Regions from separate parts of the Sus scrofa genome. Here all the other regions are linked to region 1. Evidence: chromatin contacts called from public HiChIP or PLAC-seq data. All regions are on one chromosome and are shown on one strand. Each heading gives the region's core, a stretch centred on a gene start, on an enhancer-like site or on the middle of the called end of the contact. The rest is flanking DNA. Distances are from core to core; before and after follow the strand shown. Region 1 has its middle 170 kb from the start of DAB2. Region 2 overlaps DAB2 (disabled homolog 2). Region 3 overlaps LOC106506472 (a long non-coding RNA gene). Region 4 overlaps DAB2 (disabled homolog 2).

The links. HiChIP or PLAC-seq counts read pairs in DNA pulled down with a chosen protein or histone mark.
Region 2: a contact with region 1 is called in an H3K27ac HiChIP or PLAC-seq map of alveolar macrophages. The contact joins two enhancer-like sites. A contact is called at or near these places in 1 of 47 Hi-C or Micro-C datasets (fibroblasts) and 1 of 2 datasets of contacts at active chromatin or transcription factors (alveolar macrophages).
Region 3: an H3K27ac HiChIP or PLAC-seq map of alveolar macrophages shows a contact between it and region 1. The contact joins two enhancer-like sites. A contact is called at or near these places in 1 of 47 Hi-C or Micro-C datasets (embryonic fibroblasts) and 1 of 2 datasets of contacts at active chromatin or transcription factors (alveolar macrophages).
Region 4: an H3K27ac HiChIP or PLAC-seq map of alveolar macrophages shows a contact between it and region 1. The contact joins two enhancer-like sites. A contact is called at or near these places in 1 of 47 Hi-C or Micro-C datasets (fibroblasts) and 1 of 2 datasets of contacts at active chromatin or transcription factors (alveolar macrophages).

The regions. Positions count from the first base shown.
Region 1 is chr16:24,943,252-24,948,694 of Sscrofa11.1, reverse strand. No RefSeq gene overlaps it. Among named protein-coding and RNA genes, the nearest start is that of DAB2, 170 kb to the right of the region's middle. Within about 2 kb of position 3,029, at least 3 of the 83 cell types and tissues checked have an H3K27ac peak or open chromatin away from gene starts, as enhancers often do. A contact at or near this core is called in alveolar macrophages, where this site is marked.
Region 2 is chr16:24,619,161-24,624,386 of Sscrofa11.1, reverse strand. The region is part of intron 2 of DAB2 (disabled homolog 2); the gene reads left to right. Among named protein-coding and RNA genes, the nearest start is that of C9, 46 kb to the right of the region's middle. Within about 2 kb of position 2,951, at least 4 of the 83 cell types and tissues checked have an H3K27ac peak or open chromatin away from gene starts, as enhancers often do. A contact at or near this core is called in alveolar macrophages, where this site is marked.
Region 3 is chr16:25,373,879-25,379,487 of Sscrofa11.1, reverse strand. All of the region lies in intron 1 of LOC106506472 (a long non-coding RNA gene), which reads left to right. Among named protein-coding and RNA genes, the nearest start is that of PTGER4, 290 kb to the left of the region's middle. Within about 2 kb of position 3,852, at least 2 of the 83 cell types and tissues checked have an H3K27ac peak or open chromatin away from gene starts, as enhancers often do. A contact at or near this core is called in alveolar macrophages, where this site is marked.
Region 4 is chr16:24,641,258-24,646,352 of Sscrofa11.1, reverse strand. The region is part of intron 2 of DAB2 (disabled homolog 2); the gene reads left to right. Among named protein-coding and RNA genes, the nearest start is that of C9, 68 kb to the right of the region's middle. Within about 2 kb of position 3,687, at least 17 of the 83 cell types and tissues checked have an H3K27ac peak or open chromatin away from gene starts, as enhancers often do. A contact at or near this core is called in alveolar macrophages, where this site is marked.

The DNA.
Region 1 (5,443 bases), core at 1,780-4,279:
TTTTTTTTTGTCTTTCTGTCTTTAGGGCCGTACCCGCGGCATATGGAGGTTCACAGGCTAAGGGTCCAATTGGAGCTGAAGCCACCGGCCTGTGCCACAGCCACTACAAGGCTGGATCTGAGCTGTGTTTGCGACCTATACCACAGCTCACAGCAATGCTGGATCCTTAACCCACTGAGCGAAGCCAGGGATCAAACCCGTGTCTTCATAGATACTAGTTGGGTTCATTAACTGCTGAGCCAGGATGGGAACTCCCCAGTAATTTCCCTCTTGAGGGTTCCTAAAGTTTATTGGCTTTAAAAGAGGATGATTATTGTAAAGAAAAATGGGAAGGTACAACTTAGATGTACCTAATCTTGCTGGAATCCAAAATTCTTTTGTTCTTAACACAGTTGCTAAATTTCCAGAAGGCAGTAAAATGTGTGGGATATCAGTTAGGGAGATGGTGTTATGGGATTTAAAACATAGCCGCATAAACAATATTTTCAAATGGACTCTATATTATGCTCAAACTCAGAGCTTTAAAATATATTTTTTCTAGAATTGAGGGTCATAAAAAATTTGTCCCCATGGAGCGACATTTTTTAGCTTTTAGCAGATAATGTAACACAGAAAATAAGAAATGTGGCCTCTTATTTGTTAACTACTGCATGTCATGCACTGTTCTAGGCAATGGGGCTACAGCCTTGCCAGAACAGACAAAAGCCTCAGCCCTCATGTATCCAATCTACAGAAAACAAGTTATTATGGGGACTTTAAAGACTGCTGATTAAGTTAAATGACAAGATATTTTAAGTTATTTGTGGGATTATTTTTTAATGAGTGAAGCAACTTAAGAGTTTCCTAAGCGTATGTCATGGCTTTTTGCCTATCTTGCGCTCATTTTCCTTCAGCATTTTAAAACATTTTGTAAATTTACCATCTTAACCATTTTGTGTGTGTGTATTTTTTTTTTTTTTTAGAGCTGCATCTGCAAATATGGAAGTTCCCAGGCTAGGGGTTGAATCAGAGCTGCAGCTGCTGGCCTATGCCATAGCCACAGCAATGTCAGATCTGAGCTAAGTCTGAGATCTAGGCCACAGTTTGTGGCAACACTGGATCCTTAACCCACTGAGCGAGGCCAGGGATCGAACCCACATGCTTGTGGATACTAGTAGGTTTGTAACCTGCTGAGCCATGATGGGAACTCCTTAACCATTTTAAAAATGCACATTTGTACAATCAATCTCCAGAACTCTTTTCATCTTGCAAAACTGGATTTTGCCTGTTTTGAATCCATCATATTTTCAGGTACTCTAAAAGAATTACCAAAAAAATAATAATAATTAAGAAAGAAAGAAAAAAAGAAATAGGTCTTGAATAATTTGTGTGTATATAGAAATGTATGAAAATCAAAAGCCTTTCGTATGATCTAATATGATAAATCTGACTGAAAATAATAGCTTAAAAAATTCCTGCTTCTAAATTTCTTTCTGTAATATCATTTACTTTGTAATTCCCTATTCAGATGCACAGTTTATTGTGAAGCTTTTGATAACTTAGCACTGGCCTACAACACAAGCAGGTCTGAAGCAGCTTGAGACTACATCCAGAATCATCTAACTCTAATTTACAGCCAATATTATGATTTAGAAGTGTGATAAGTTATCAGCTGCCACATCAATAATTCCAATTTGCTGCTTTTAGAATTATAGCAGCATAAATAAGAAACCAACAATGCTGATTGCATCATTCTACCGAGCATTCAACACAAGTGACAGAATACTACTCAAAGACATAGGAAAGCATATGCTATAGCTGAAGCTCCTCAGTATTTCCTACAAACTGAACCAATTTCCACTTTTTTTAAACTAGAGTCAAATAAGTAGCTATCATACTCTTATAAACATCTTGAGAAATGATTGCAATTTAGTCTATTATTATCTACCCTTATTCCAGTTCATTTTTTCATTGTTCAAAAATGCTTAAATTTACATCTCAGCAACCTCAACAATTTGTCTACTTTTCCAAATGGCTTGTGAGATAGCAATCAAATTCCAACATATAAAGATGAACAAAATTTGTGTATACGCTTGAAATAATTTCTATACTCTTAAATTTGTTGAGGTTAGTTTCATGTCCCAGTGTGTGGTCAATCCTAGAGAATGTTCCATGTACACTTGAATGTATATTCTGATTTTCTTTTTGGATGTAATGTATATGACAGGGAGAGTTACTCAATAAACTAAGTTAAAAGTAAAATCTCATTTGTATCATTAATTTGCTAGATGAATTTACTCATAATCTAGACTATATTCAGCAAATATTTACCATAAGGCTGTATTGGTTGGCTACAATTGGTATCTTTATTAGATGGCTGTGCTGCACATTCTGATTGGTCTCTGACTATGTCATTCTGTTTTTGTTTTTGTTTTTTTTTTAATCACTTAGAATCTCACTACTGCTGATAATGTATAACTAACTTCTCAATACCCCTGTTCTCATCTCTAAGTTACTTAGCGCAGTAGTTAGTAGTGAGTAATTATTTGCCTGTTTGATTGTTTGATTTTCTATTTCAGGAATTCACAAGTTAGAGGTCTTTACCCTCATCACCATAGAACCTATCCTCCTCCATAGATCTGAAGACATTAATGAAATCAAATGTAGCTACTTCCTTCAATAGGTAGGGACCCCTTTTATATCATGGTGTTAAAAAAAAAACTTGAAAATTCTATTTATTTTATAATATTAAGTTTGTCAAGATCTGTCCCCGAAATGGTTTATTTCAAGTTTCATTTTCAGCAATCCAAGCTTTCACTAGCTGAGAATGCTCCAGGATTTCAGAGGATAGAACTTCTTACTTCATTTGAGTTGCTTAAGTCAGATATTTCTTTTAATGTGACAGGGTTGCCACTTTTTGTCCTGTCTGAAAGACCTTTCCCTGAATTTCATTGTGTTTCAAAATCATCTTCAAACAGACAACCACAGACATTTGCAATTTCTGGCGTTCAAAAGCTTTCTTCACATTTAGGCACTAGAAAGTTATTACATTCCAACTCATTTCCAGTTCCCAGGCTTACTGAATTACTGACTCATGCTGACTCATAGATGGGTCTTATCCCTGGATGCTTCTTATTTATAACCTGAACTAAATTCTCAAGTAATTTCTTTAAAATGTTTTTAAGAAAATAAAACACAAAGAGAAAAAGCTACTGTTTGCAGCTTCGATTGATATTTTGAGTTTTATGCCTCATTTACTGGAAATATCTCAAGTGAGGCTGAAAAATGCCATGATATAAATGTCATATATTAAAAAATTCCCCTGAACTATTATAATACCATTTGAAATTTATATAGTAAAATATTTCCTATACATTACTTCATCTAAACCATATAATAGCCCTGTTTTGCATGTAGAATATACTTCTGCTATCATAAGACCTAGCTCTAAGTTTCTATTCTTGGACATCATTCCACAGTTGTGACCACTCTAACCATTTTCTAGTGTCAGAAACTGCCTGACCAAAGTGCCTATTTACCTCTATCTATGAATTTGAATGGACCCACATTCTGAGATCTGCTACGACCCAAAGCCAAAAAAACATGTAGGTACCTCCTGTCTAACCAGGTGTGTGGCTCAGTACTAACAATGACCCTGGTTGTAGCTGGGGGTCAGCAGGAACTATTGTAAGACTCCCCCCACCCCCTCATTTCTAGTCCCTGGTACTCAGATCCTTACTTGGGCCATTTTGACCATCCTGCTAATTCCATGGCTCTGCTGCCTAAATTGCCAATTCAATCTCTGACCCTTGGCATAAATAAATAAATAAATAAATAAAAGGGGGGGTTGCTTTCTTAGGAAACTAAGAAAGTGGACAAGACTGTAAGGTTTCTCTGGACCAGTCTCCACATTCTCAGCTGAATTTCTTCTTTACCAATGGGTTCAGCAAATGAGAAAGTTTTTCCATGTTGATATGTTCTTTGTGGTGCTGGTGTTCTCAAAAATAGACTCGTGCATGGACACATCAGAGAATTAAGAATTAAACATTAAATTTTAGATATTGTGAACCCTAAGCAGAAACGCAACATTGAGCTGTGGAAATATGGAATGAGTACTTTAGCAAAGACTTTCCTGTTTCTTGTGGTATGCACTCATTAGCCAATATGAACAATCAGGGAAGACCGATGACCAAATGATCATTCCTCAGACCTCATGTATTTTAATGTATCAGCAGTATTTGACACAGCTGCTTGCTATCATCCATCTCCTGGATTATTGCAATAGTCTTCTAACTGGTGTCTCTATTTCAAGTATACTGGTTGATCTAATAAAATTGCACAGTAATTATATAGAATCTTTCCAAGGGCTAGAGATTGAATTGATGATTAAGAAGCAGGGCAAATTAATCAGGCAATGAAATTAGCAGGAAGGTAGAAAGGGCCTCATGTAAGGATCTGAGTACTAGAAACTAGGAACAAACGCTGAATAGTAACCTCTGCTCATTGGCAGCAGGATGATTGCTACCAGTAAACATATAAATACCTCTTATCTACTTATTATTCTAAATCTTCTTTCATGGAGCCTGTAAAATATCAGCAATTAATCAAATTATTTAGAAAGACAGGGACCCACAAAAATTTTTTGCCGTATGACCAATGGTTGACCCTGACTGAAATTCTGCATCAGTCCATAAAATAGGACATTTTAAAATAACTTTTCTGCCCAGAGTGGACCTTTTGGCAGGCTCTCTACTGCTGGCACCTGCCCTGATGCTGGGTACACCACTATCTCAGATGCTATGCACCTGCTGTTCTTTTCTTTCTTTCTTTTTCTTTCTTTCTTTCTTTTTCTTTCTTTCTTTCTTTTTCTTTCTTTCTTTTTCTTTCTTTCTTTCTTTTTCTTTCTTCCTTCCTTCCTTCCTTCCTTCCTTCCTTCCTTCCTTCCTTCCTTCCTTCCTTCCTTCCTTCTTTCTTTCTTTCTTTCTTTCTTTCTTTCTTTCTTTCTTTCTTTCTTTCTTTCTTTCTTTCTTTCTTTCTTTCTTTCTTTCTTTCTTTCTTTCTTTCTTTCTTTCTTTCTGGTGGAGATGCCAGGGAATGAATGCACCTGCTGTTCTTAGGCAACCCTTGCACTAAGCATGGACAGATGTCTCATCTTCTTCAGATCTTACTCAAATGTCAACTCTTCAGCAAAAGTTCTCCCCCACTGTCCTATTTACTAAAACTACTATTTCCATTCTCTTCATCATTGTTCCTGATCACCATTTTAAGTATTTACTTGCTTCTCTATTGTTTGTGTCTCCCTACCAGCCTATATATAAGGATTTTTATCAGTTTATTCACTGCTCTGTCCTCAGTTATTAAAGAATATATTTGCTGAGTGAACAATGGAATGTTCATGGGTGAATGAATTATGACTGGACTTCACTTTGAAGTATTTATTCAACTCCACACCCTTCAAAAATTC
Region 2 (5,226 bases), core at 1,702-4,201, 320 kb after region 1:
TCCCTGGTCCCGCTCAGTGGGTTAAGGATCGGATGTTGCCATGAGCTGTGGTGTAGGTCACACATATGGCTTGGATCCTGCATTGCTGTGGCTGTGGCGCAGGCCAGCAGCTATAGCTCCAGTTCTACCCCTAGCCTGGGAACTTCCATATGCCACAGGTGTGGCCCTAAAAAAGCAAAAAAAAAAAAAAAAAAATCATCTTGGAATCTTTAAAATATATTGGTGCCTGCATCTTTTCCTCCAGGGATTCTGACTTAATCAATGTGGGTGTGGCAGGGACATTGATGTTTTAAGAGCTCCCCATAAAAGTTCCTCAGGGGGTGTAAGGTAGACCTTCTAGATTGCCAAGTGGGAATGATGTGGGCTTGGATTTGACTCAAGATTCACTAAAACAGGCCTCTCTGTGTAACTTAGAGTAAACTTTGTTCCCACAGTCCTCTTCCTGTCAGAACCTACCTTCTATAGCCACAAAAGCTGGACAGAAAGTGGCTCTAACCTTGACAAATTTTCACCTGGGCCTTACTTATTAAAGCACCACATCCCTCCGTGTTTCTGTTTACTCATTGGTCCCACTTGTTCTAAAGCTGTTTAAACACTTGCTATGGAAAAGCAATGTTAGCTACATTACAAGACTGCATACATGACACATAGCGTCCATGAAACCTAGCCTTGATTTAACCATAACTACCATTGGTTGAGCATTTTCTAAATGCGAGGCACTGAGGCCTCTACCTAAGTTCTCATTGTTGATTTCCTCTAACAACTATGCAAACTATATTCCCATTTTGCAGGTGAGAGAAATGAATATTAGGTGAGTTGCCTCAAGCTACAGAGCTAGAAAGTAGTGACAATGTGTAAGACTTCCAAGCCTTAACGCTGAGCTGCTGTACTATCTCATCTCTACCCAAAATTAACTGTATGGTGGGAGTTCCCTTTGTGGCACAGTAGTTAACGAGCCTGACTAGGATCCATGAGGATGAGGGTTTGATCCGTGGCCTCACTCAGTGGGTTAAGGATCCTGCATTGCCATGAGCTGTGGTGTAGGTCCGATCCTGCATGGCTGTGGCCGTGGCATAGGCCAGCAGCTGTAGCTCCGATTTGACCCCAGCTTAGGAACCTTCATATGCCACAGGTGTGGCCCTAAAAAAAAAAAAAAAAAAAGAAAGAAAGAAAGAAAAGAAAAACAGTTAACTATATGGGGAATTCTTAACTCTGGTCTGACTTGGTTCCAAACATAGGGGAAAGTTTTCTGGTTCAGAGCTTTACAGGTCCTGTAAGTCCTGTAGCATCCTTCCCAGGGGTTAAAAGCAATGGTATGTGCTCTCTGTAAATGCATAACTAGGGTATACCTCCTTGAACCAGGCATGTTTTGTTCCTGAGGCCCCTACGGCAGTGTCAGCATTTATAAGAAAATCTCCTAAGGACTTCTTTTCAGTGTGTATTAACATAGCCTCATTTCCCCAGTTAAATAGGTGGCAAAAATCTTACTGTCTACTCAGCTTGGCCTTTGCAAATAGAATAAGCCTTTGTAAAAAGTATAGGCATTTGAGCTAAGGAATTTAGGCTTTACATCAAATATCAGAAATTTGGCTGCATCATTTCTGGAAGCATCCCTTTTTCTCAAAAGGCTACTTTAAAGATAGTGGTGAAGGCTGTTTGCTGCCCTCTTGGACCCCAGGAGCTGCCTTAGAGGTTAATATTTCACATGTCCTAGTTCAGTACCCCAGCTGAGACAGGCATAAAGTTCCAAAGGACAAAGAAACACATTTCTGACCCATACAAAATGCTGGACACTTTAGCAAGGATATGTTGCTTTGTTCTGGATTCTCCTTAATTTCCTTTCCTGTGTTCAGTTTATGTAGTGCTTTCTGAAAAGCTAACTAGTATTTTTTTTAATTTAATGTATCTAATTATTTATTAAATTCTTTTAGGGCCGCACCCATGGCATATAGAGATTCTCAGGCTGGGGGTCGAATTGGAGCTACAGCCGATGGCCTACCCCACAGCCACAGCAATGCCAGATCCAAGCCACATCGGCGGCCTACACCACCTCTCACGGCAGCGCTGGATCCTTAACCCACTGAGTGAGGCCAGGGATCAAACCTGCGTCCTCATGGGTATTTGTCAGATTCGTTTCCACTGAGCCATGACAGGAACTCCACTAACTAGTATTTTAAAATCAGTAAGATTATGACTTTGAAAGTGGTTTATAAAATACAGGTTAAAATCACTGATATTAGGAAGGTCTCTTGTGGCATATAGGGTTAAGGATCGGGCAGAGTCACTGCAGCAGCTGGGGTCATTGCTATGGCGAGCGTTCGATCCCTGGCCCCCCAGGAATTGAACACATGCTTCAGACTTGGCCAAAAAAAAAAAAAAAAAAAAAACAATGGAATTAAAAAAAAAAAGAGCAGCAGCATATATAGTTGGAAAGGGAACACAGATCATGTTCAATAAACGCAGTGGCTTATTAGTGATTGATCTTGTGTTCCTGAGTACATTTTAATATTCATAAAATAGAGACACATTTATGTCATAGAACTTCCAGGATAAGCGTTTTAAGGGCTTGGTAGGTTAGGTGTTTGTCCCATTCCCCTTAACATTCCCCATCTGTGGAAGGGGGTTACAGTTAAAATGTTCTTAACATGAATGATTCCTTTTACCAGCTTTGAGACTGATCAAGAAAATCCCCCTCTGCTCAGCAAAACAGGGTAAAATAATAGACTGGGAGGGAGGTGGTAAACTCGTCATGGTATTGCTTTAGACCCCTGTAATCATTAATTCATATCATTGCTGATGTCAGTACTTTCCTACTGATGGAAGAGGTAAGTAGGAATAGGATGCACCAGCAAAATTTGTCCCTATGAAAATGTGTCCCTATTCTGAGTATTCCTGGATTTTAGTCCCTGCATGAATCACTTTAAGGGCTAAATAAACTACAGCACAGATTGTTTTCTACTGCAAAGGACATAGTCATCCTAAAATGACTCACAGTCTTCTGGTATACATTTCTCAGAGCCTTCTGAGAAACCAAAAAAAAAAAAAAAGTTGCAAAATCTCTCCTGGTCATCTGATTCTTGTGCCATGGAAAGGGGACATCATCCCCACATTCTTCCAGAGAGGTTGGTATTGAGTCCAAAATCCACGTTATGTATCTTCACTCAAATGAAGGTAATTTCATCGACTCAGCCTAGTTTCATCTACAACTTTCTATTGTATAATGGACTGTAAAAAGGAGTCAAGACTATACAATAATGTTCGATCCTCATCTGTTTCCAGATGTGTATTCTTATTTCTTTTCCAGCTTCCAAAGAAGGAAACAGCCCATTCCTAAAAGTAGAAAAACTAACCAGCTAGGTTTAGAGGGGAAGCTGCTCATGTGGCTTTTTGTATGGGTTTTTGAATGTTAATTAGTAATTCCTCTTTTATGATAACACCCCTTGTGTGTTTCCTGATTAATTTTTGGTCCTTGGTCCGAAGAGTCCCTGGACTAAACCCAGTAAATGAAAAAGACTATACTGGCTGGTTGTCCTGCACCCACTTGTTCCCCTTTATATGTATATATTTAAAACAAAACAAAACAAAAAACACCTTTTACCTTACTAAAGCTCTAAAACAGATCCCAGAGTTCCCGTTGTGGAGCAGTGGAAATGAACCCGACTAGGAACCATGAGGTTGCGGGTTCGATCCCTGGCCTCGCTCAGTGGGTTTAAGAATCCAGTGTTGCCATGAGCTATGGTGTAGGTCTCAGACACGGCTCGGATCCTGTGCTGCTGTGGCTGTAGTGTAGGCCGGCAGCTGCAGCTCCAATTAGACACCTAGTCTGGGAACCTCCATATCCCATGGGTGTGGCCCTAAAAAGACAAAAAATAAATAAAATAAAATAAATAAAATTAAATAAAATAAAACAGATCCCATATCTTGATGCAAACTAGACTTTCTTCGGTGATTCCCTAGTTTAAGAAAGCAGTCACAGAAAAGAGTAGGCATCTTTGGGTCCCCATGTCCTCTTTTCAGCCCAAAGTCTTTCCAAAAAATCAGCTCATTATAAAAGCTGCTAAAGATTTTGTGAGCTAGTTGACAATTCTGTAGCATTGTTGGAAGCATTATGCATTTGAATTTTAAACGTATTTAAGTTGATCATTCCAACAGAGGGACATAAGTCTGAAAGCAAGACTTCTTCTGTCCACCACATGTCAAATGATAACTGGGGCATTTGGGGATTCTGTGATGAGGGGTTTTCTCTTTAAACCTGGAGAAAAAGGTGAATGTATATCACTCTGGCACACGTGTAACTGGAGGTACACTTTTGTTAAAATTTTTCAATAAACTTTCAACATTCCTTTATAAAGGGATTTATCTTTTGAGTCTTGGAGCCTATGGGGAGAATCTACCTTCCAGTCATTTCAGGGAACTTAGATACCTTTTAGATTGTATGGCCTGTGATGAAGACCAGCCCTTGATTATTATAACCCAACCTATGCCTCCCTTTTCTTCAAGGAATATGCTAAAATACTAAAGGAACCTTTTCTCCCTATTTTTTTTTCTCCCTTGCCCCTTGTAACTGCTCACCCCAAACAGTGAAAGGATATAAAGGATACCACATACCTTAAAACAATTCCATTGCTGCTACATGTTTTGGACACCTAGTGTCCAAAAAGAGAATTTTTGGAGTTCCCACTGTGACGCAACAGAAATGTATCTGACTAGGAACCATGAGGTTGCAGGTTCGACCCCTGGCATCGCTCAATGGGTTAAGGATCTGGTGTTTCCGTGAGCTGTGGTGTAGGTCACAGAAGTGGCTTGGATCCTGCATTGCTGTGGCTGTGGCATAGGCTGGCACCTGTAGCTCCGATTTCACCCCTAGCCTGGGAACCTCCATATGCCACGAGTGCGGTCCTAAAAAGCAAAATAAATAAATAAAATAAAAAGAAGTTTTCTGGAGTTCCTGTCGTGACTCAGTGGTTAACGAATCCAACTAGGAACCATGAGGTTGCAGGTTCGATCCCTGGCCTTGCTCCAGTGGGTTAAAGATCTGGCGTTGCCGTGAGCTGTGGTGTAGATCACAGATGTGGCTCAGATTCTGAGTTGCTATGGCTGTGGTGTAGACCAGCAGCTACAGCTCCGATTAGACCCCTAGCCTAGGAACCTTCATATGCCACGGGAGTGGCCATAGAAAAGGCAAAAAGACAAAAAAGAAGAAGAAGAAGTTTTTGCTGTAAAACC
Region 3 (5,609 bases), core at 2,603-5,102, 430 kb before region 1:
GGCTTAGATTAATTAAGATTTACCATTACAATTGGAGATACGTAAAGTTATTTTTAGGAAAGAAAAGAATCCAGATAAATCAGGCTTAGCAAGGAGGAATGGACAGCAGTGTTCACTAAAGTCCATGGGAGATGATTCTAATAAAGAGAGGCCTTATGAATGGAAGAGGGAGGTGAATATGGAGAGTCCTGGGCCAGAGCAGCAGTCCCTCACTGTGCAGGATAGCAGAGTCTTAGGAGGAAGCAGACTCAAGTTCCAGATCAGCTCTGTCACCCTCCAGTTGTATTAATCGGTTAGCTTTATTGTACCTCAGTCTCATAATCACAATAAGATTGGGAATAATAGGAGTTCCCTGGTGGCCTAGTGGTTAAGGACTTGGTGTTGTCCCTGCTGTGGCTCGGGTTTGATTCCTGGAAACTTCTGCATGCCACAGGTGTGGCCAAAAAATATATATATATATATTGGGAATAATAATTTTCCCCCTTTCAAATTAATGTTCAAGTGATGGAAGAAATATAAACTGTCGAAAGGGAACTTGGCACATCTTGGATGGTTATCATAATTTTGTTGGTGTAACTGACCCTCTTGGAACAGAGTGATTAGCGGAACAGAGTGATTAGCAGATCAGACTAAATGGAGAGTTATTGGTAATTGAATGGCTGTGCTTAAGTCACAGTACTTGGCCTTTATTGAGTGCTTCCCATAATGATTCTATCAACAATTATTACTTACCATGTGTCAGGCATTCTTTCTGGCACCGGAGATCCAGCATGGAATACAAGACATAATTCTTCTGTCCTCAAGAAGTCTATAGCTTTGGAGTTCTTGTCATGGCGCAGCAGAAACGAATCTGACTAGCATCCATGAGAATGCAGGTTTGATCCCTGGCCTGGCTCAGTGGGTTGAGGATCCAGCGTTGCCATGAGCTGTGATGTAGGTTGCAGACATGGCTTGGATCTGGCGTTGCTGTGGCTGTGGTATAGGCCAGTGGCCACAACTCCAATTAGACCCCTAGCCTGGGAACCTCCATATGCTGCCTGTGGGTGCAGCCCTAAAAAGGCACACACACACACACACACACACACACACACACACACACACACACAAGAAGTTTACAGCCTAGCAGGGGAAAAGAGACACACATAAATGTATGAAGCATATAGGATATGAGATAACACTGAGTGCTGAGGGGAACCATAAGGCAGGGAAGGTGGATAGGGGTGGCGGGGTTTGGGTGGGGAGGCAGCTTAAACAGCGTGGTCAGGAAGGTCCTCCTGAAGAAGGGGACAGGTGAGTGGAGAATCGAAGGGGACGAGGGCATAGGCCAGGTGGCATTTTTTTCTTTTTATGGTCATACCTGTGGCACATGGAAGTTCAAAGCTAGGGGTCAAATAGAAACTGCAGCTGAGGGCTGCCCTACAGCCATGGCAATGCTATCTGCCACCAACACCACAACCCACGGCGACACTGGGTCCTTAACCCACTGAGCAAGGCCAAGGATCGAATCTGCATCCTCACAGAGACTACGTTGAATCACAATGGGAACTCTAAAATATCTTATTTTTAACTGTATACCTATTATTATTATATTTTCCTGTTTTTCTATGATAATTTATTATTCTCTTTAAACAAATGTTCTCCCTTTATCAACATTTAAAATACTTTCATAATTCTTAGGTGGAATATTCTTTGATAATTAATTACCTGAGGGGTTTCTTTTTCCCATTGTGTTTTTTTTTTTTGGTCTTTTCTAGGGCCGCACCCATGGCATATGGAGGTTCCCAGGCTACGGGTCTAATCAGAGCTGTAGCTGCTGGCTTACACCATAACCACAGCAACGCCAGATCCAAGCCTCGTCTGCAACCTGTACCACAGCTCACGACAAGGTCAGGGATCAAACCCACAATCTCATCTTTCCTAGTTGGATTTGTTAACTACTGAGCCATGATGGGAACTCCCCATTGTGAATTTGATGGCTCCCTTTCTCAGCAGTAAGTTTCTTCTTCTGCAGGGTACAGGACATGCAGGATCATTTTCTGAGTGGTATGCTTTTATCATCTCTCTTTTCTCTTTTGTGCTCACCTCCTCCTAGTTCAGTGGTTTTCTCTGCCTTCTCCATCTAGCTCTCTGTGCCTCCCGCTTAGAATCAGGTGTTTTGACAGGTTGGGGCTCCTACCTTGTTGTGATGTTTGAATTAGTGCAGATCCAGTCCAGGAGCCAGTTCCTGAGCATCAAGTTATGCTTATTGTCAAGCAGCTTCCTGGAGCCTATATTTATAACATCGTGGAGCCTACACTTATAAAGTCTTGCACCCTGGATGAAAGCAGTTTTCTCAGCTTCCTCCTAGGGACAGTGAGGAGGGGAGGGAGGCAGAGGGAATACTTCCATGCCAGCACCTGGCTTCAAGCAGTGTGCCTGAATCCTTGCCCATGTCTGCTCTAAGATTTTAAGTCCTTACTCCTAGTCGCTGGAATCTTAGCTGCCCTGCCTGTTTCTAGACTCCAGACCCTGTAGCTTCTAGGCTTTAGCTGTATTCTCTGTTTTGCATTTTGGTACCTATTCCAGTCCATACCAGTGTTTAGTTTGGAAGCCTGGTTATATGTTTTGGATTTTCTCCTTTTAGATTTTTCAATTATTCTTTTGAAGGAAAACAGTGTGTCACACGATGAAGTTAATTCACCATCTTGGCCAGAGTTTTCAAGTTGACTTTGAGGTAGAAATTTAGGATGCTATTTGTGTTTGTCAGCTGTGTAATTAGTTAAACCATAATTGTCTTACCTGTAGGTCTTAGTCTGCTTGAGCTGCTCTAACAAAATAACCTAGACTGTGTGATTTAAACAATGAATGTCTATTTCTCACAATTCCTGAGTCTGGCAAGTCCAAGATCAAGGTGCTAGAAGATCCAATTCTTGGTGAGGGTCCTTTTCCTGGCCACCCTTTCTCTGTGTGCTCTCATGGCTACCTCTTTGTCCTAGCCCGGAGGGAGAGAGGGCTCTGGTGTCTCTTCCTCTTTTTATAAGGCAGAGTCCCATCGTGAGGGCGCGGCTTTCATGACCTCACTAAATCGAATCACCTCCCAAAGGGGTTAGGACTTTAACATATGACTTTTTTGTTGAGGGGCGGGCAAACATTAAGTCCATAACAGTAAGCTTTTACTACATTATTATTTCTCAGCTTCAGAACCATGGTTCAAGTGATTTCAATAGATATATTGCTTTTTATTTTTAAAATTTATTTATTTTCATTCAGTAGATTTCTTTCTTTTCTTTTCTTTTTCTTTTTGCTTTTTAGGGTCACATCTGCGGCATATGGAGGTTCCCAGGGCTAGGGGTGGAATCCGAACTGTAGCTGCTGGCCTACACCACAGCCAGATCCTTAACCCACTGAATGAGGCCAGGGATCGAACCTATGTCCTTATGGATCCTAGTCAGATTCATTTCCACTGCACCACAAAGGGAACTCCATATATTGCTTTTTAGACAGACTAAAGAGTTCCTGCAGACCTTATCAACTGAGGTGGCTTCAGAGCTGTCATATCAGAAGCAGAAAGAATCCAGCCCCAGGGCACAAGCTTCTACAACTTTGGCCGTTAGGTGAGTGATTCAGTTCAGTGCAGCTCCTTTCTATGATTTCAGTTAATGATAACAAGCACTGGGTGGAAGATGGCAGTGTTGTTCAGAGCAGTTAAGTCTCTTATTTGGGCACTTAACTGTATGAAGAGAAAAAACGAGTATAAATATTTCTCATTAACAGCAAAATCATGCCTTTGCCCTTATCAAGTGTGGCCAAATTATTCACACAAAGTTGAAAATGAGTCACACTAACATTCTTTGGGGTTTATGCCTTTTGTTCTTCCTGTTTAGAGAATGAAGAAGAGTTTAGAAATCTAATTACTCTGTTGCCAAGTGAAATGACAGAGATAATCCAGAGCAAGGGCTATTTCCTACAAACTCAGCCCCAAGATGGCAGTGGGAATCTAACTCCTGTTAGAGGATAGGACTTGTGCTGGGTTAAGAGGCGTTTCAAGGCTGTTTTTAGGAATCTTTTTTTTTTTAATTTTTATTGGGTATAGTTGATTTATAATGTTGTATTAGCTTCAGGTGTACAGCAAAGTAAATCGATTATACATGTGCACATAGGTTATTATAATACATTGAGTAGACCTTTCTGTGCTTTATATATCCTTGTTAGATATCTATTTTATAGGTATTAATGTGTATGTGTTAATCCCATCCTCCTAATTTATCCTCCTCACCACAGTTTCCCCTTTGTTAACTGTAAATTTCTTATAAATAAGTTCTTTAATAATCTTACCTTCTCAGAAAGAGGCAAAGAATCCTGTCTCTTTATCTGAGACTTTGAGAACACCAAAGAGTAAACATCAAGCTTTGTCTCTTAGAAGCTATATTCAGGAATAAAGGTATGCACCTGTCTATCAATCTATCAACCTATCTATCATCTCAGTCAAGAGTAATTAAATACCTGTTTCCCTATTAGAGTCTCTGCAGTATATTGTTTTACTTTTTTTTCTAGTAACTCATTAAATTAGGAGACCTGCATCTTAGCCTGTTTCACTTCTAGTTTAATTGTTTACTCAGTGATTCTGTGGAATCTAGAGACATTTTTTGATAATATTTTAAAAAAAATGGCTCTTGCTAGACTCTAATTGCCATTCTTCCACTGTTTGGAAGTTGTGAGCAAGTAGACATAGTGTTAATTTACTTATTATTATTATTTTTTTTGTCTTTTTAGAGCCATACTGGTGGCATATGGAGGTTCTCAGGCTAGGGGTTGAATCAGAGCTGTAGCGCCGACCTACACCACAGCCACAGCAATGTAGGATCTAAACTGCATCTGCAACCTACTCCACAGCTCACAGCAATACCAGATCCTTAACCCACTGAACAAGGCCAGGGTTTGAACCCGCCCTCATGGATATTAGTTGGGTTCATTACCATTGAGCCACAATGGGAACTCCTTGGTTGATTATTTATTTTGAAAAATATATTGTGCTCATACTACATATCAAAAATATGTACCAAGGTCAGGGCAGAGAAATGAACAAGAAAGATAGTCCCTTCTTTCAATGAGCTTTAAGTCCAGTTATAATTATATATCTATTAATCCACATTTATTAAGTACATATAACTTTAATCTCTTTCGTATTTTGAAATGAGACTATTTTATTCCAAAAGAACAGGAAACCTTCAAAATACACCACATGCAGATGGAATTAGTTGTAATGGATGCATTAGGATTTGAGCAGTAATGTCCATGGAGGTGATCAGTTGCAGCAAGAAACTGTGGCATTCAAAGAGAGAGAGATGAAGATACAGAACAATACTCAATAATCTGAAATTCACTTGCATTTATCTTTGGAATGCATATGGCATTTTTTTAAAAGTCATGATTTGTTATCATTAGAGATGTATGCTTTGATTCATTGATTCTTATTATTTTTTCACCCATTATTTTGATTAGACCACATGTGTACCTTCTGAAAGTCCATGGTGAGTACCAGGGAAATTGGCCTTAAACTCAAAAGATGAAAAAAATTAATTTTTTTGGGGGGGGCAAGGTGGTAGAATTCTGTCACTATCTCACCACAT
Region 4 (5,095 bases), core at 2,438-4,937, 300 kb after region 1:
TAGAGACAGCAGATCTGAGCTGGTATCCACTGCCTCTTGCCAGGAAAGTCAGGAGTGAAGGCAGCCCTTTGTTCAAAGGGCCCCACCGGTTTAGGATGATTTGGGACGCCACATCACTGGAAGCGGCAATCCGGACAAGGAATTTGTGAGATGAAGGTCGCTGGGTCCCACCCCTTTCCTGCGGAGTTTCCCTTTCCTGTCCTTAAGCGCACCCTCCCCAGCGCCTGGTCCCCAGCCCCGCGAGCCGGGCTCTGGACGGCGCCCCAACTCTTTCCTCCTCCCTGGCGCTTGGGCTCCAGGCGATCGCCCCCCGCTGGCGGGGCTCCGGCCGACGCGAGCCGGCCCTGAGCGCCGGCCGCAGTTTGAGTTAATAAACAGTTAAGTTTGGAAGACTCAGCAGACACGTTGAGGGGGAGTTACCCAGCCCAGGCAGCAAAAACATCCCGGCGCATTCCTGGGGAGTCCTCAGCTGCCAGCATCTGATTAGAACCATATCTCGCCGGGAGTGGCCCGCGGCTCCGAGGCTCCCGGGCCGGCGGCTATTTAAGCGCGGCCGCCGTGTCGGCTGCGCGGCAGCCAGGAGGCTCGGGCACCGGGAGTCATGCTCGCATCGCAGAGGCGCTAACTAGCCTGTGAGTAGCTTTTCGAGCCTTCTTCCCTTTGGCTCCATTTCTGACGACCTCCCCTCCCTTGCTTTTCCCCACCTCGGGACACAGACGCAGGATTGTTGGGGCATCATAGAAAGGAGACGGGGTGCTTGGGCAAACAGGCGGTTTTGTGGCCTGACATCCGAGGAATGCTCCCACGGAATGCTTTTACCTTTGGGGTCGGACTCCAGATGTCCCCCTTGTGACATTTAATAAGCACTTAGTGTGTGTGTGTGTGTGTGTGTGTGTGTGTGTGTCTGTGTGTGTCTGTGTGTGTTTGTCTGTGTGCTCGCGCGCCGCGCGCGCTCGCGCGTGCGTGTCTCTGTGCTCCTTTAAAAGCTCTGCGGGCACCCAGGGTCGGACGCTGGTGTGGCTGCTAACCGCCTAATTAACTCCTCCAGGGGTGTTTATTTTTGTCTGTGACAAAGGCTAGGGACCTGGTTTGTGCCCAGGAGAAGCCTTCCCTGGTGTCTGACAAGAGTACAGCATTAAAATGTGAACTTTGTCTTACACCCGCATTCTTAAGAAAAGTATTTGCCCAAGAGGCTGGACAAACTTATTTGAAATCCCTGGAGCTCTGACCGCCGTTTAAATGCTGTTTGCCTGCTTTCTGTAATCTGGAAAAATTAAGTAAGAATTCTAGGAAAGGGGGAAAAAAATGAATGGGTTAAAACGGTGGAGCACCAGTCAACATAGCGGTTTTCATAGCATAGAGCTGACTCTGTTATTTGTTTCTGCTGCCCTTTCCTCTTGACTTAATTCTTAGCCTGGAATTCAGGTCCACAGTCAGTTTTAGCAGGGAGCCGTTTGGATCCAAAGGGAAATCTAACTGGATTAAAAACACTTAAAGAATCTGGATGTTATCTCCACACCCCCACTCCACCCCCTCCCAATCTTATCCTTTTTCTTTTTAGTTTGTGTTTGGAAGCAAGAGAGGCACTCTGTAAAATGAGAAGAGGAGAAATAAGCTTCCAGACACATGGAAAGACTTAAAAATTATGGAAGGGCGACTTCATGAATAGTAAATGTTGTTATTGCACTATAAAGTGACTTAATGAAAAAATTTCTGGCCCTAATCAGGCAAAGCACTGGAGTGGGGGAGAGGGAGGTAGAACTCACTCAAACAGAAGGAATGGCTGAGCAAAGAAGGCAGCTGCAAAAATGCTTTCAAGACGTCTGTCTGATAAGGCTCTTGGAATGGCTTTGATGGGATATATAATTGATCTTCCTGCAGTCTTGAGGTTGGCTCCCCACACAGGAGTGTCAACTGGGTGTTGAGGAAGGAGGAACTAGCTGGGAATGGGGGAGCTTAGATACCAAATGGCTTGCCTCCATTCTCTGTGACACCTCCACCTGGCTTCTTCAGCCAGCAGCCAGACCTTGGTTAGGCTGCCCTCCCCTGGGCCCAGTGCTCTGCCCATTCCAGGTTCCGCCTCTCCCTCATGGAAGGGAAATAGGCCTCCATGACACTAGCAGAAAGTTTATTGCCTTGAGAATTCGAGAGTATTTGGGATCGAGCTCTCCTTAATCTTTGGGGAAGGTCTCTTTTGGTTGAAGTGCTAGGTGTGTGGCAGTAAACAATGCTACGTTTAATACACTGTGCCCTGTGCAGTGTGGATAGTCTTGTTGGGAGAGCACAAAGGAGGCCTGGTGGTTTTCCCCAGTGTGTATTTCTGGTACAGGTTATTTCTTCTACATCCCTAATCGGGATCCTCCTAGAGCAGTCTCGTTTTTTTTCCTGTTGGTGATGAATAACTTCACTTCCCCTTCCCTTCCCACTCCCGGCCCTGTCTCTTCTTATCCAAATGGCTGCCTAAGAAATCAGTTCTTCTTAAGCTATACCCTTCTCCATTTTAATGTATGGCCAGAACAGGCAGATGGGAAGGGAACGTCTTCCAACTTTGAGCCTTGACACACTGGTCGTTGCCATTCTGATGATCTTGGACCCATCAGATCTTCTCCTGACGATGTGAGAGAGGGACAGGAGCATGGCACTTATTCAAAGCCTTGCCTCATTTGTTAAGGGCAGAATCCAGAGTCTGCATTTCCACTCAAAACTTTTTATAGTTGTGGATTCAACTAAAAGCCTAAATTCCTGTGCATTAGCTTACTTGTGTTGTCCAAGAGGTTGAATGGATTTCAGCCATCTTGTTTGGGTTGAAGGGAATTGCTTTTAAGATGCTCGTTGGCTTGAGGGGGTCCAGGGATCCCTGGAAGCTACTGACCAGCCAGTTGGGGTGATATTTATGGGCCTCCTCGGCCGCAGTTACCTGAAGATTTAGAAAGCAGGAAGGCAGAAGCTTTGGTCAGCAGGAGGCTTTGCGAAGACACAGGCTGTTAGTGGTACAGCCAGTATGCACTGCTTCATTTCTCCTTCTCCCCTCATATGTCTGTAAGCCTGTCCTTGCTACCACCAATATTTTTTACCAGAATAGCTTTGAAGGTTTCATGTGTTTCCCTTCCTCAGTCTCTCCTGACTTGAGGATTTAATTAATGCTTTTCTTGGAGACAAAAATAAGATGCTGAAAGATTTGAGAAGGGTGCCAAAGACAGAGCTCTCCAGGGTGTTAAGTTGCCCTAATGGCCAGTGGAAGGCTTGAAAGTGGACTGGTTGGGGAGGTTTTGATATTTGACCAAACGCATAAGGTGTTCTACCCTCCAGGCAGAACCAGAATGAGAACTCGACTGGCAGTATGAAACACCTGTGTAACAGGATGTGGTATTTGAAAATTCTTGAGCACTGCTGTGTAATTCTAAAGTCGAAGCTGTGCCACTGAACTGCACAGAGGTAGGCAGGAGTCACATTTAGTTGAAATAGCTGTAGTGTCAGATCTGTCGGCTTAAGGGAAACCTAACTCATGGTAATGTATCCTGCCTGGATTAGTCCTGTGACTCAGAAGGAAAGGAGGCCATCTAGTCCCCTTCTACAGAGGACATGCTAATTTCTGGTGAGGGGAACAAATGACGCTAAGTATGGACATAAGGGGCAAGCACACAGGCTGGCTTCCCCTTCCCACCTAGCACAGCTGAGTGGTGGGAGTGGTGGTTGAGAGTGTGGGTTCTGGAGCCCATTGCCTCAGTTCAAATCCCACAGACAGCACTGGTGCTCATGTGACCATGAGCAGATTGCATCATCTCTCTGTACTTAAGCTTTCTTATCTGGAAAGAATAATAATACCTACCCCCAAGGCTTATTGGGAAGACTGGTAATCTAATGTGCTTAGAATGCTTTATTTTATGTTTTGTTTTCATTTTGCTCCCTGAACCACTGAACCACTGAATTATGTACCTGGGTGAAAACTGACAGTGGAATAGGGAATTTCTTTGTCAAAGTTGGACCCCACCCGCCTACCTGAAAAATGTTAATCACTTAAGCACCTAATATTAACAAAGCCAGGGAGTTTGCTGGGCTTATGCGAAACGGACTGAGAGTTACTCTCTGTTCTCTGCCTGGCGCCTGCAGTTTAGTTTGGTCAAGCTGACCTCCTCTGGTCTCATTTAAGTCTTTCCCACCTCCCTCCCCCGCCCCCAGACTCTCTACAGAAAGGGAGCAATCCTTCCCCCTGAAGTCAGCATCATAGCAGAAGGAAGTGGGAAAGGAGGGACCACCCGGACTAAACTGAGGGCCTCGGCTAGAAATAAAAAGTCTGAGTCAGTAGAGCCCCATACTGTCCTTGCCCTCATAGCTGGGCAGGTTGCCATGGTTACTCCCCTTCCTGACTCTTTCTCCTACCTTGGAAGGAAGCCTGAGACTCCAGGGTAAGCAAAATCTGAACAAATTGCTTCCTGGTCTGAAAATGGAAGTTACTTTTTCATTAAGTGAGGTAGAATCTCCTCTCTACCCAGCTTATCCTTTTCCTCTTCTTCCCAACTTATTCTAATCCAAAATTTTACTCCAAATGTTCAAATTCTTGCTAATTCCTACATTGTTGCAATAGAGAAACAGTAGGGCTTATGAAGCTTCAGGAACATAAAAGCTATTGTCTCAATATAGAAGCAGCCTGGCAATGTTTCTCTGCTGCCATAACTTATAACTTAGCCCCTAAGCTAGCTAGCGGCAAGTGACCTTTAACTACTGTAAAATTTTGAGTGAACTGGGGGGTGGAATGGGGTGGTGCTGAGTGAGTGTCACCTGCAGGGACGTTACCAGGAGGCAGAATGCATGAGCGCTGTCACTTAGATTTTTAGGTAACGATGGAGAAAAAGGAGCAGGTAGATTAGGAAGTAAGAAGACTGGAAAAGCTGGGTTTGAAACGTTCTCCAGCCTGGAAGGGATTGGAGTGAGGGGTTTATGGCTTAATATTTTCTCTGGGTAAAAAGCTATCTTACTTCTCCTTAGCAATATGATGCAGACTTAGATCTTCATGTAACAGATGAACTGCCATAAGTTCTCATTTAACTGTTAAATTCATTCATTCTTTCAAGATGGGACACTTAGGAGTTCCTAT